2 separate regions of the Anas platyrhynchos genome follow, and region 1 is linked to region 2. Evidence: chromatin contacts called from public Hi-C data. All regions are on one chromosome and are shown on one strand. Each heading gives the region's core, a stretch centred on a gene start, on an enhancer-like site or on the middle of the called end of the contact. The rest is flanking DNA. Distances are from core to core; before and after follow the strand shown. Region 1 overlaps CERS6 (ceramide synthase 6). Region 2 holds the start of STK39 (serine/threonine kinase 39).

Region 1 (6,698 bases), core at 488-2,987, 110 kb before region 2:
GAAGGCCATGTGGAAAGAGTAGGCAGTTTTCCAGGCAAGCAGGAAACCCATGATAAACTCTGTAGAATGAGGCATGTGGGGCCGACTGCCATGCTGGGCACTATTATCAAATCCAAAGGAAGCAAAAACCGTGCAGCTGAAATGAACGCTACTGAGAGCTGCCTGAGCTCCTGCAGCACTGCCAGCGACCAACACACTGAGTATGCAACAAGCTGAACAAAAGGCTTGTGGTTACTGCAGTGGAATAGGTATAGCGAAGGACAGCAAAACATCAACCTGTGTGTCTAAACAATTTCAGAATAGATGTCTATCTTCTTGGCCAAGCATATAGTATACAAGTTATTCCATATTCAACCATAACTGGCTGCACTGGGACATCTTGCATACTGCATTCATTACAGAGCAAATAGCTAATTGCATCTAGGTGTGCACAAATGAAATTCAGATCTTATTTAGTGCAAGTAATCCAACAGCTACATATACTATTTCCACCAATGCTCAGAAACTTCTGCTTCTTTGAATTTTTCCTTTAAAAATAATGGATTGATCTTACTTCTACCTCAAAACATAATTTATTCTTCATTACACGTGGTAAATAGTGACCGAGACCAGAGATCAAAGAAACAGGAGTCCTATATTCTGTATTTAGCTGTTCTATTACCTTATTGTGAGATACAAGACATTTTCAAGTTCCTTTACATGGTATACTTATTGTTAAAGATGGATATAAGGTATCAATACATCCTATCTGTCTTACAAAGACGCTGGGAGACTTAATTCATTAGCTTGCTTGTAAACTGCTATGGACTACCTAAGTAAAAAGATCCCATAACACTAAGAGTGTGAAAGTACATCCACATGTTGATCAGCCATAGGGCAATATATCAGTAAGTTCATCAGTAGTCAAGATTTATTTCTGGGATTTAGACTTTCATTGAAATCTAACAGGACTTCATAAATCAGGCTGCCCTAGCTACTTAGGGTGATAATGCTATGCTACCTTTATGCAACAGGTGACCTCACAAATGTTTCTGTATGCATGACCTTAGATGAGCTACCCAACATTTTCCGTGAGATGGGTGTGAAATGATGGGCAAAATAGCCATTAACTTCAAGAAATGTTGGTCTGTAGTGCTTGCATATCCCAGAACCCTCAATCTGCAGCACAGCTAAATATTTAATTATAGCAAATTCAGTACATAAAGGTTTTACTGCCAACTTCTCCCTCTTCTGAGTTTCAGCTCGGCCAGCTGCTGTTAGGACTGCGTCTGTACCACTGTGCTGCTTTGAACAGATGCTTCTTGGTTCCTGCTGAGTGGAAGAACAAGCTAGTTTCCCTTTTCAGATCTTGCTGTCTCTGAGATTTTCAGTGCCTCAAAGGAAGATTTATGCTACTAATCAGTGCATGGCAAAAATGGGGGGAGCAGCATAAACCCACTGCAAACTGAGAACAGTCAGAAGAACCAGTCACTCACACAGCATCATTGAAAGAGGGAACAAGGGACAGAACAGGAGAGAGAGACAGAGAGAGATGGTCTTTCAAGAGCATCTCAGAGGAAATCCTCAGATTTTTGGATTGGTGCTGCTCATTACCCTCTTCCTTTAGACAGTAAGTCGATAAAACATCTCCATAAAATGCAGCAACAGAAGGGACAAACTCCTGAGTCCATACACAGAGCAATGTTAAACCCACATACTTCAGTTTTATCAGGGAGGTCAGCAGCATGTGGAATTCTGCTCACCCATCCCAGCCCCATATCAGAGGATTTGGAGGTCAGCTGAGGCCTGCTGCTCCTAACGCGGTGCTAATACAAAGGCTCAGCTGCTGTGCAGACCGGTGGCTCCTGCTCTAGCACTAATCAGCAACAATACCTCTTGGCAGAAATCACATCCCTGACACTGAGACCATGTTATTTTTAGCCCTGTGTAGATCAATAGGATTTCCAATTACTTAACTAAAATGATGCACCGGACAGGAAATTATTCATGTTTGATGTACTGTAAAAGATACCGTTCTGATCAAGCTGTCACTGTCCTGGGTTCAGCTGTGCTTTTCTCTTCACTCAATTTCTTCTCATCAATGGTTACTGCCCATTTACTGATTTTGCAGCCACTGGCATGAATATAAGTATTTCCACTCTTGTGGATAGAAAAAACACAAGAATACAAGGTCATAGACACCTTCACAATCCAAGCTCAAATCTCAAATCTCAGGAGAGTCTTTCAATAGACACTAGGATATGGAAAGAATTCAAATTTCCTAGCAGAATGTAATTATACACAGCAAAATGTTGTATCAGTAATGTATTCTGGCAAAATGCTTGTGTGCAGGCCTGTGGATCACAATACACAGGCAGAAACAACATTATGCTAAGAACGACACTTCCACATCTGAAAATCTCCAAGCACACATAAAACTTTTACATGCAAATATGTTATCAAGATCCCTTTGCCTGCAGTTCATGCTATTCTCTAAATAGGAAAGGTGTTCGGTGTAAACTATAGGAGACCAATTTCCAATCCTTGCAAAACAGGCTATTAGAGGAAATAAAAGGCTTCCTCATGCCTCTTTCTGTTAACTACAAGTAAGTGCAGTACCTGTGTGCAATGAATATTTCTCCCTCTTGCTTTAGGAGCACACACTGATGCTGATGGCAGACAGTTCAGGAAAAAAGATTACCCAAACCTTCTCTAATGCAGGAGCTAACCAGAACTAGTTCAAAAACCCACAAAACATCACAGCTGCAGTGACCTCTCTGCCAGGTACCCAGTGCCTTTCAGGTGGTTTATATCCCATTAGGAGTACTGCACTCTGGATTCATTGGTCTGCTTCTGAGAACCTGGCTCTAGAGTAATGGAATCATTTTAAAATACACAAAAAATCATGCAGCTTAAAGAAGTGTGGTGGCACAGCGTCTGTCAGTGATTTATCCTTCAAATAAATGACTCAGGTATTACGGTCCAGTTGTGGAAAAAATGCCAAAAGACATGGATGGGGGGGGGGGGAAACAAAAAGCTTATGACTTCTACCTTTGTCTCCACAACTGTCATAAGAACTTCCTCCACGGCAAAGGCTTGGAAATCAGCGTTGAACAGTTTTCAGTTCAATCCAGCTTCCTCAACTGTGATCTGTACTTTCATAGCTGTCATAGCTCACACTCTGCCATTGTGCAACACTGATAAAACCAACAGGATATGCTCACTTACATGGGTGCTGACTTTATTCCGAAGTGTTTTGCTGTAATGACCCCCTTCTAGCTGAGCACTAATGAGACTCTAGCTGCATCATAGCTGTTGATCACGGTGCTCAAAAGCCATTTACTATTTCAAGCTGGTAAGTTAACTACCATTCCCACACTTCTGTACAGCTACAATTTTTATGTCCCACATAATACAGCAACTTGCAGTGAACCAGCAGCATTGTTCTGCTTTTATATCAACACGGTGGCATTATAAAATATGCCCCACCGGCAGCAAACACCCCTGCTACAGTTCAAGCCTTTAAAAGAAAACGGGGTGAGAAGAGGCAGAACATTTGCCAGTGTTGAAACTACCTAGAGCCAGCCAGAGCATCAGCACTCCTATGGGCTGCCTGTGGTACTTCTGCATTAGCACAGCTCTCCCCTCTGCAGAACAGGTTATGCTTTAAAATGTATTTGGGGGCAAACTTTCCTCACATTCCTCTCCTTTAGACAAAAACCGTGTCCAGCCTCTTTTTTTCTCCCTTCCTTCCTGCAAATGATGCAATTTCAGAGAACTTCAGCTGACTGAATTGGCAGAGCCAACCCACAGTGCAGCCTCCTTTCCAGTCACCATGCCCTGTGAAGCTGCCTTAAAAGCAGCTAAAGCATCTGGCCACAGGAACACCACCAAAGCTGCTTCCCTTCCCTTGAGACATTTACACTCATCAGAATAATTCTGAGCAAAAGAAGCATTCTGTTAATTGTCTCTGTCCTGTTTTCAATCAGACCTCAGGTTTTAGAAAGGACAGATTTCCTAATAAAAGAAGGAAAGTGAGTACACAGTCTGAACAGCCTGTCCCTGACAACAGAAGGCATTATTACAGCCACAGGGAACAGGCTGTAGAACCTAAAAATGAGGATAGGAATTGACTTTGGAAGTCCTGATGAAATCCTTTTTTATACAATATTTTCCAGTTGTGATCACATGAAAATCTTTGAAACTGAAATACCAAGCAAATGCCACTTCTTTTTGTTTACACTGCAAACCCACAATTGTGAATGACACATGTAACCTTTCCATTTCTTATAGCTTCTCTGTAAACAGCTGGTTCGGCACTCCAAAGACTTCAGTTTTGATTCATACAGTACTCAGAGTCCTGAGTTCACAAGTGCTGTAAACAATTTGAGGAAATAAAATAACCAGGCAATACAAAAGGCATCATTGGGTAACCTTTTGTCAAAAACAGATGGGATGACAACATTATATGTAATCTGCTAAAGAGCTAAGACAAGAGTCATGAGTAAATTTATGGAGACTTAATTAATAAAACTTTTTTTTTTTTAATGCATACATTGAAGTCTATAATTTCTTCAAATGTATTGCAGTTAGGTTGCCAAAAACTTATTAAATGCTCTTGATAAACTAATTGGTTAGAAGTTACCTCCTGAAGCTACAAACAGCCTGAAATACAAGCACATTAGACAATTTTTGCTGCTAGTTCTGCAGCATCCACTCACTGACAGTGTGAATAATATTGGGAATCAAGTACATTGGATCAAAATAAGAATTTATTCCTTCAATATCTGCTACCCACAAACAGCCTAGATTGTGCTTTATTTCAGACAATGTTTTAAGCAAAATGAGCTTAAAACAGTGTCAGAAGAGATTTATTTTCCTAATAAAAAAGCAGCTTATTTTACAGCAGAACAATTAGAGATGTTTGCCCAGTTGTCCACATAGTAGTAGCCAGGCTAGAAAGGTTTTTGCTGGCCTCAGGATCCAGTGAGAATAATTAAAGCCATCATGAAACACTGTTCATAGAGTCCAGATGAGGTTGGGGCAGCTTGGATTTATCAAGTTACCTGGATTCTTACCATGCCTAGTAAATGACCAGAATTCTTGCTTTAGCTAGTGCCCACGTACTGCTTTGATGTAGTGGGATGCTTGTGGGTTTGAGCTTTCTGTTTTACCAATATGTTCACAGGAATGAAACAGGGTGCCTCTGTCAGGGTCCACATGCTGCCTTCCCACAATACACATGCTCAAAGGGCCGAACAGCAGAAAATGTGCCAGGAAAGAAAAACAGTATCAAAGACGATGATTCAAATTCCATGCATGTTAAGAGCTGCACAAAAACAGTCAATATCAGCTAGAAACAGGACAAGGCTAGGAAAGAGAGAGGTTCAGCAAATCTCTGAAGCAGCTGCTACTAGTGGGGGCTCTGCACTGCCCTATTCATAACTCAAGCTGCAATTTCACTCAGAAGCTGATTGCAGGATAGAAGGAAGGAGACAGAACAGTGCAAACTGGCAATACTGGATCACTGTTTGGAGACCCACTGTGTGCTGTATTCCACACTGTTGTTCAATCAGTGATGAAATTCAGGAAGGGCTAGTCAGCTGGTCATGCAGAGATGAGAGAAAGATGGTAATAAGTAACTAGGGTTTGTTCCAGCACACCATTGTGAAAAGAAGTTAATTTTAACTCAGCAAGGATCACACCATGCCTGTCTGGTTCATGCAGATATTCACTGCCATGAAAAGGCAATTAGAAATCAGCCATGAACCAGACTGTACTCTCATGGGCTTTAAAAATGAAAGAATAACATGGAACCAAGTTATTCTGAGGTCTGCCAGACCTGCGCTTATACAGGATTTGTTGGCATAAGAAAAAAAAATAATATCCATTTAGCAACTGCATTTTGGAGTCAATAAGAAGACAGGCACCAGAAAGAGCCTTGAGTCGTTACAGTGAGAACTATTTTTCCTTTTTTTTTTTCTTGACAGAACCTTTTCAAACAGATGCACAAATGGAATAACCAGTTAGATATACCTACTAACATTACACAAGACTGTAACAACTAACCAAAGTGGTTTACTGTCTGTGCTCACAGCTTCTAATGTGGTACAGTAGTGGGGACATGCTGTGACTTCACAGATCTCATGAGTGCAAACACCATTTCCCTGCTCCTCTGACTTTTGACAGTGGCACTTGCCAGTAAGACTTCCCTGAAACTTAGTGTGTTCTAGTTCTCATATAACATAATTAATTAAAAATAGCAAAACACAAACTCATATGAGTACTATTCAGAGAAACACAAAGGAACATGAATTTATAATTTACTACTTTCAGAACAGACCATGTATACAACGTGGTGCCTGCACATGGTCATCGTCAGCCTTGCTTTCCTTGAAGTGTTCTCTTCCTTCTTTGAAACCCCTAAGTTGCACCTTTCTCCATTACCTTAACACACGTTTTTTAAACAGAGAATGGGTTTAGTAACCTTGTATCTCTCTCCATGCCAGCCACCTTTCTTCCACTGAAGCTCTTGGAAATACCCTAATTGTCACTTTGTGAAAATAGTTTCAGATACTGAACTCTTCACAGCATTAGGAGATCTATACAAACAGCCCTGTCAAAAACAAAACAAAACAAAACAAACAAACAAAAAGAAAAAAAAAAGCAAAACAACAACAACAAAAAGCACCCACATATTATGGAAAGATAAGCAAAGC
Region 2 (7,545 bases), core at 4,615-7,114:
AATGGAAGTTTCTAACAGTTGCTGGGATCTGTTCTCAGACAAAACACCACTAATAGCAGCTCTGCCCAAGTAATAAGCTCCCAGTATCCTCTACTAACTTGTCACTGGAACCTTTCCTTCAGCTGGGATGTGGTTTGGCTGTCACTTGGACACTTTAGAAATCGGTTTTAATGGCATTCTCTACAGGAGTTCAACACGTATTTCCCATTTAACTCCCAATTTTGAGATTGGCACTAATGTACATCTATAAATGGGCCTTTACAAGAGACATTTAAATGGTACCTATTTTCTCCATTCTGCCTTCTTTTAAAGGAACGTGTTCGGCTTACATGTGAACACACACCTACGGTTTTCTCCAAGCAACAGCGATGCGTAGCAGCCAGCAGTCACACCTGAGGTGGGCGAGCGTACGCTGTGCTGCTCAGAGCTAGAAAGGCAAAACCAATCATTTTGCTGTGAGATATCTACTTGTTTTAGTGACTGAAACCCAAACACTGCAACGCTAGGAAACAAAAACTGGTTGCATAAACAAAAATGTAAATGACAGAAGATTAATAACTAAACTGGAAGAAAAACAGAGAAATGGATAGCACAATCGGCAAGATATACATTCATTTTAAATCCATTTACTGTTAGTGCTCTACTGATTCTACTATTTCAAAAAAGAAATGGGTTAAAGTTTAAAAGAAATAGCTTGTCACTTTCTTCACATTGCCAGTATCTTTTCGTAAGGGAGTTACCAATTTCAATGTCTAATTCCATTTCAACTGAATTAAGTATTTATCAAACAGTTTTTGACAACAATAACAAAAAACACAATAAAACCACATTGATTATGTTATTAGAAATTACAAAAATAAATAAAAATAGAACCGAAGAAGTTCCTGTCAGTGATCACCTGCCTCCACTTACACACATGTGAATTATACCTGAACGATCAGATCATGTCTAACACACAGGGAACTAAGCAAGAAAACTACAAGTGTCACTGCCTACAAACAGGGTTGGATGAGTGAAAATGACAATCATTGCCTCACTTGGCCTGCTGAGAAGTGGTTTTGAGCTGCTGGAAATGCACAAAGCTCGTGCTCACTGTTCCAAGCTCTATATCCTCTTTGACCTCCCTGTTATCATAGGAGAGCACGAATTCTGAACATCTTAGGGATGATGAAAGCCAAATTTTTATGTATATGCCACATATCAGAAACCTTTTAAGTGCTTTAATGTACTGCCACCTGAATTATTTGTTACAGTTTGCAATATATATATACATGCTCACACATACGTTGTGTCACATCGCCCCGATCCACTAGGAATTACAGTTACACTCACTACATATGAGCCAGCTGAGGTTACCTTTGAAGCTGAATTATCATTATAAAAGAAAAACATCATACAAAAGCCACAAGTTTCCATATGCTTTGCATCTACGGTATCTTGATCTGACTGATCTTAAACCAGGAGGCTGGCTCAGTTTAAATCAGTGCAGCTGGAGGGCTGCTCCTGTTTACAACCAAGCTATCTCTGACCATGTAAACCATTCCGTCAGCTGAGGATGATCAGCTTCACCTTAGAGAAATGTTCCCTATAGCAAGGCCTGAGGACAATAAAGGCACTGTAATCCCAGATTGACAATTTATGGAGATACTTTATTAGATCTGAGCCCAAACTGTTGCTTGCAAGGCAAGAGAAAGAAAGCACATTGCAACCACAGTGCAAGGAAGAGAACCAAGAACATGAGCCAAGTGTACAGAACGCAGTAAGAAAGGTTACTTGACTCAGATATAAGATTGCTGGACCACATCAGAAATGTGTTTAGTTAGCACATCTTTTGGAGGATTCAGCCAACCTCTCCCTCAAGAGATGGCTCTAAAGGAGAGGAGCGTTACCCTCTTGTTGTGTGTCAGACAAGCACACTGATTGCTGAGCAAATATTATTTTTGTCACCACATGTCCCTCACGGAGGACATGCTTGGGACAATAGGAAAGGCTGCTGCACTCAGCAGTGAAGATCTATGAGATCCCACAGAAGAAAGAAGAAAAATCATATTTTGCCCAGAATAACAAATGCTTCTTTATCTTTTTAGGCCAACCGAGGCTGCAGCACCCTGCTATTAGCTAGATCAACTTCGATTCAGCTTTAACCTGTTTTGTCCACTCTAGAACTAGAGAGGATCTGGAGAGAGTGGTAGTAATAAAAACTCTTGTGTCTTTATAGATGAAGGTGTTGGGTAGTACAAAAGGGGATCCTTAATTGCTGATGTGCCTTTAAAAACAAATAACAACAAAAAGCACAAAAAAATGATGGATACCATGAAGAAATATGTCTCCACATTACCACCACAGTGCTGAACTCATGTCATCTTCTGAATTACTAGGTAACACTATCATTGTGCTTAGCTACAGTTTTCTAAAATATACTTTGTGTTTAAAGAGAGAGATAAATGAGAAGGAAGGGAAAAAAGGAAAGGCTGTTAACGTATTTCAGCACCTCATCCATAACTATGACGGCCTTAGCAGATAGAGCCACTAAATCTCACAGTTATGAGATTATACCTGTGAGCAAAGCTTATTTCTAGAGCACTCATCATCATCAGATCCAATTGCCGAAGCGATTCAGAACATGCTTAATGTTCTAATCTACTTTTTCCTTTCATCCACAAGTGTGATGGCCAGTGATGACAGGGTAGGGAAATGGAAGAAAAAGTGTTTTATTTAAAAGAGAAAATAAAACAATTTCAGAAGCGTCTAGATTCTTTTCTGGACTTTGCTAGATGATTCAAAGGAATAGCGAAACAAACAAATGGAAAAACCACCCACCACAACCAAAAATATCCACCAAGCAACCAGTAGAATTAACTCTGTTAATAATAGGTGAATAGACATAGAACAAAATTTTCAAGTTCTATGCTTACAGTTGCACACAAAAACATGGACACACAAATATACGTATTCTATATGTATATAAAGTACATATAGATATGAATGAAGTCAACTTTTCATCTTTAGCATGACAAGTTTTACCCCCCAGACATATTGAGAACTTTGTAAGCAGACATGTGAAGTCCAAATCATAGCTCCACCTGAAACTGTATTTCTTACAGCAGTAAGATCTGGGAAGTTAGTCATCCTTTAGCTCAAGCAAAGTAAAACCATTCTACCCTGGCAGCCAGCTACTGTGAAGGAGTTAGAAAATAACGGATACTAAATCACCAGATTCTCAGCACTGTGTGGCTGCTTGCCTACCAGAATAAAGAATTACAAGAGTACCTGTTAGGTATCTTGCAGAAGGAAACGGGACACGCTTCTGTTACAAGTATTTCACTACAGCCATGGATTTAAAGTACACATGGAACTTTTAAAGTTGTTTTACAGCATCTATTTTTATTCGTCCTTTAAGCACTACCATTGCCAAATCAGTGAACACATCTGCAAAAGCTTCTTCCAGGATGCAGCACATATAACATCAGTCACCAACACTGAGTTTTGAAAGGAAAAAAATGCATCTGTTTTAATACACAGAAAAATGAAGAAATCATCAGTTTAATAGATATTCCTGCTCTTGTCCCTTCCAGATCTCAGACATTTTTACCAACTGAAGTAACTGCAAACCTCTTATTAACGATGCACGAGGTATTTCTCTTGCTCCCTGCAAACAAGAAACCAAGGTCTGATGAAATACATTACTAATGAGCAATAACGAGGCTTGATTTTTCTCTCATTCAAAGACAATCCTCCTACTTTGATCAGTGGAAGCAGATCCAGTCACTTCTGCTCTGCCTGCTTTAGTAAAATGCTGTATGTTAAAAATCACAACTGTACCAGGCTGTGTGGATTAACCTCACATAAAATCCTAGTCCCACATTGGAGGCTTACAATCGGTTTGAAATTAAAAAGGAACAAATACATACTCAAGTAGTTGTTAATAAAACCTCTTTGGAGGTCTCTCACCTACTATCAAGCTACCAATACATGTTTCCAAAGCTGAATTTCAAAGTTAGCCTAGCGAAAATAGAAGAGGTATGGAAACGTACCCAATTCCTCATCTGCAGAGCCAACACTTATAAATATAAATGGTCTTCCAAATTAAAAATTACTTCAATTGAATTAAGAAAGCTAGCCTGTGGGGGTAGATGCAGACTGCTAAGAAATCATAGCAGCTTCTGTGCTACACAGCTGCACCAGAACCGGCAGAAACAGAGTGTTTCTAAGTTTAGGCTGACATTGTCTCCGTGACTAACTGCTGTGCCCCCTAACACAGCCCTGCTGTGACACGCGTTGCAGTTCAGATGGCAAGAGATGCAAAATCACGCACCCGCCCTCAGCGCTACAAGGCACACGCTGTACAGACAGCAAAGGGAAGCAGCAACCAGCGAGCGATCTGGCGCTACCTAACCGACACCGGGTACTTTAATTGCACTCCTACTGCGGTATTCCATCCGGGACAAGCGGCTAGCTCAGCTTTCCACGCTCCCCACAAGTTTTGCTGCCTTCCAGCAGAGTGCCACCGAAGTTGCTCTGCTCTGGGCGCACCCGCAGCCTGCCCCGGGCACCGCAGCCCCCGGCCCCGTGCTCCCAGGGCAGGGAGCGCCCAGGCGGCAGCTCCGCCCCGCAGGGCTGCGATTTCGTCGCTGCCACAGCACCGTGCCAGCCCTTCCCCGGGGCGCAGCGGCTGCTGCTCCTCCTCGGTCCCCCTCGGCCCTCCTCCGCCGCCCCGGCAGCGCGGCTCGGGAGGGCGGCGGGCGCTGCGGGGCCCCCGCTCTTTGTTCTTCGCGGGCACAGCAGCGAGCACGCAGGAAAGCCCGCTCCGCCCCAGCCTCCCCACACACGCCCCACGGCCCCTCCGCGGGAGCCCCGCGGCGATAATCGCGGGTGACCCCTCCTGTCGCGACAGCCTCCCGCTGCCCTCAGCGGGCGCCAGCGGGGTGGTGGCCGCTGGCCCCGGCCGTGCCCAGGTGCCCCGGGGCCCTGCCCGCCGGCGCCGGGCCGCAGGTGGAGGAGGCCGGGGCCGTTCCCGGGGCGACCTCGCCTCCTAGCGCCCGCTCCGCGCCGCGCCGGCTCCCGGAGCCAGGAGCCCGCCGCCCTCCCGCATCGGGCCCGCACCGCGACCGAGCCGGGGGCACGGCGCTACCGGCCCGGCCCGGCCGGGGCAGGAGGACCCGAGGCGGCCCCCCCCGGCCGGCGGCCCCCCAGCCCCGCGCCCCCCGCAGGAGGCTCCCGCCGGGCGGCTCCGCGTTACCTCTCGAAGAGCAGGCGGATCATGAAGATGCAGAAGGCCAGCGGGAAGGCGAGGTAGAGGTCCTCCGCCTGCGGGAAGGAGGCTTCCTCCGTGCTCTGCAGGTCGGCCCAGGTGACGTTGTGCGGCAGCCAGAACCGCTCGTTCCAGAACCAGGCGAGGATCCCTGCCATCTTTGCTTTGTCTGCCGCGGCGCCCCCCGCTCCGCTTTGCTCCGCTCCGCTCCGCCGGCCTCCCTCACCGCGGCTGCCGGGGGGGAGGAGGACGGAGCCGTGCGGCAGCCCCGCCGCGGATACCGAGGCTGCTGCTGCCGGTACTGCTGCTGATACTGCTGCTGGTGCTGCTGCCGAGCGCCGCGGCTGTGCCGCTTCTCCGCCCCGGCCGCCCGGCGGGGGCAGCGGCCGCCCCGCCTGTCACACGGCCGCGCCGGCCCCCATTGGCTCCCGGCCGCTCCCCGCCGTTACGCCGCTGCTCCGCCGCCGCCTCGGGGCCGCGGCCGCCGGGTGCCCGCCGCTGCCTTCCCCCCCTCCCCGCCCCTTCCCCTGCTGAGGCAGCCCCCAGGCGGCGAGCACCGAGGGGGTCCTCGCCCCGCTCCGAGGTTTACACGGGTCGCCACGGGAAGCCCCCCACAAGCCCCTTCCTCAGCCCGGCGAAGCGGGGCCCCGCGGCCGGCGGCCCCTCAGGGGCTGCCCCCGGCTCTGAGGCGTTGAGGCGGGACCCGGCGCCCCGGCTGAGAGGAGCGGCCGCGGCACCTCGCGACCTCAGCCCGCGGAGTGAGGCACGGAGTGTGCGGGCACAGCGCCCAGCTGCAGCGAAACTGAGGTGAGGGCTCTGGCTTGGCGTCCCCAGATAAGGCAAATCGTGCTGTCTTTACGTAGGTTTTCACTTTCAGTTACTTATCTCGCTGCCCGCTTCCAGCTACGAGAGGAAAATTAGAGTTGTCTCCACCAGACTTTACGGAAAGGTGACAGGCAGGCTCTAGCGGAGCGGTGGCCTCTGGGCTGTAGGCAGGGTGGTCTAGGCACAGACACAATTACTCCAGGTAGTAGGTGTACGTTATCCCTACACCATCAGTGTTTTTCTGCCCTGCCCTGCTTTATTTTATTTGGCTTCAGTGTTCACCCCTGTATCATCACCCCCTCCAGCTGGCTACCAAATGCCAAGAGAAGCTGAGTGCTGTGCAAGGTGAACTCCAGAATTTTATCATCCTGGCTGTACATTTTCTGCCAGCTTGCTCTTTTCTCCCTGCTGACTCTACTTGTCTTGCCTGAAAAACTAATTACATGGCTCCTCATCTGTGTGCTGGCATTTCTTTGCTGAAGAAAACTCCATGGTATACACACAACACCTTCACACTGTGAAAAACATGATATCGATTTAACAAAATTAACCATGTTCGTATACGGAGAGGATTTCCATGCAGGACATTTGGGAAAGTTTCAGGGAATGTTTTGGCAGGTTGGCTGATGAGCCGTGCAGGTGAATCTTCCACTGGGTGCTTCTGGCGTATTGCTGAGCCAACATCCCCTGTGCCTGTGAAGTTTCCGATTCAGTGCTTCTGGTCACTCCTAGATGAAAGCTTTCCTTGATGAAAAGCTCTTCAGATATAATTTTAATAGCTGTCAATATGCAGATAACCATTTGCTTCGTTAATGATAATTGGATTTAAGGCAAAGTTAATTTTAATCAGAAAATTGTTATCATTATTCTGCATCTAAAGGTTGACCTGTTTTTTTTCAGCGTATTTCAATATTCCGATCAGTTTAGAAGTGTATTCAATATTTATGTCTGTTTCCAATACAATGAGATAGCTCTTTCCCAGACATTGCAGAGGCTCACGGGCTCTGGCACTTGGCATTGCAGATACAGGAAAGGAACGGATCTTTGCAAAGTGAGCCTAGCAACAGTAATAACACGATGATGAATAAGAGGTTAATTCCTGCTGAACAATTAGTATAATTGACTTTTGTGTCAGAGTAAAATTATTTCAGGGCAACAGCTCTCTAAGCCTATCTGAAAAGAAATGGCATTTCTGAAACATTTGGGAGGATGACCAATTAAAAGCTTTTAATTGCATTCAAATTGTAGCAGTAATCATGTAGAAGGAGCCAAGAGGGGACTATGGAATGAGAACGCCTGAATCCTGTGCTGTGGAGGGAGATATTCCTGGGAGGGGCTCAAAAGCAGCCCTAATATTTTAAATTTTGTAATAGCCCACTTTTATTATTTTTTAAACTTGCAATGGTTTATTTGTTCATTTGCAGTAAACAGGAGGCTGTTTTGCACCTCTAAATCTCTGTGAATTAATT

Evidence for each region. A called contact is a pair of places that touch in the nucleus more often than the background predicts.
Region 1: a contact with region 2 is called in a Hi-C map of F1 follicle, with 1.8 times the contacts expected there. The contact joins the enhancer-like site here to the promoter of STK39 in region 2. A contact is called at or near these places in 2 of 8 Hi-C or Micro-C datasets (F1 follicle and skeletal muscle).

What each region holds. Positions count from the first base shown.
Region 1 is chr7:20,338,895-20,345,592 of IASCAAS_PekinDuck_T2T, reverse strand. All of the region lies in intron 8 of CERS6 (ceramide synthase 6), which reads right to left. Among named protein-coding and RNA genes, the nearest start is that of G6PC2, 18 kb to the left of the region's middle. Within about 2 kb of position 1,737, at least 1 of the 8 cell types and tissues checked has an H3K27ac peak or open chromatin away from gene starts, as enhancers often do. A contact at or near this core is called in F1 follicle, where this site is marked.
Region 2 is chr7:20,236,273-20,243,817 of IASCAAS_PekinDuck_T2T, reverse strand. It overlaps STK39 (serine/threonine kinase 39), which reads left to right and starts at 5,864. Exons shown (of 18, transcript XM_013098937.4): 1 at 5,864-6,058. It overlaps CERS6 (ceramide synthase 6), which reads right to left and starts at 5,656. Exons shown (of 11, transcript XM_038182291.2): 1 at 5,240-5,656. The coding sequence starts at 5,409. It overlaps LOC106016930 (a long non-coding RNA gene), which reads right to left. Exons shown (of 5, transcript XR_011810622.1): 5 at 7,016-7,133.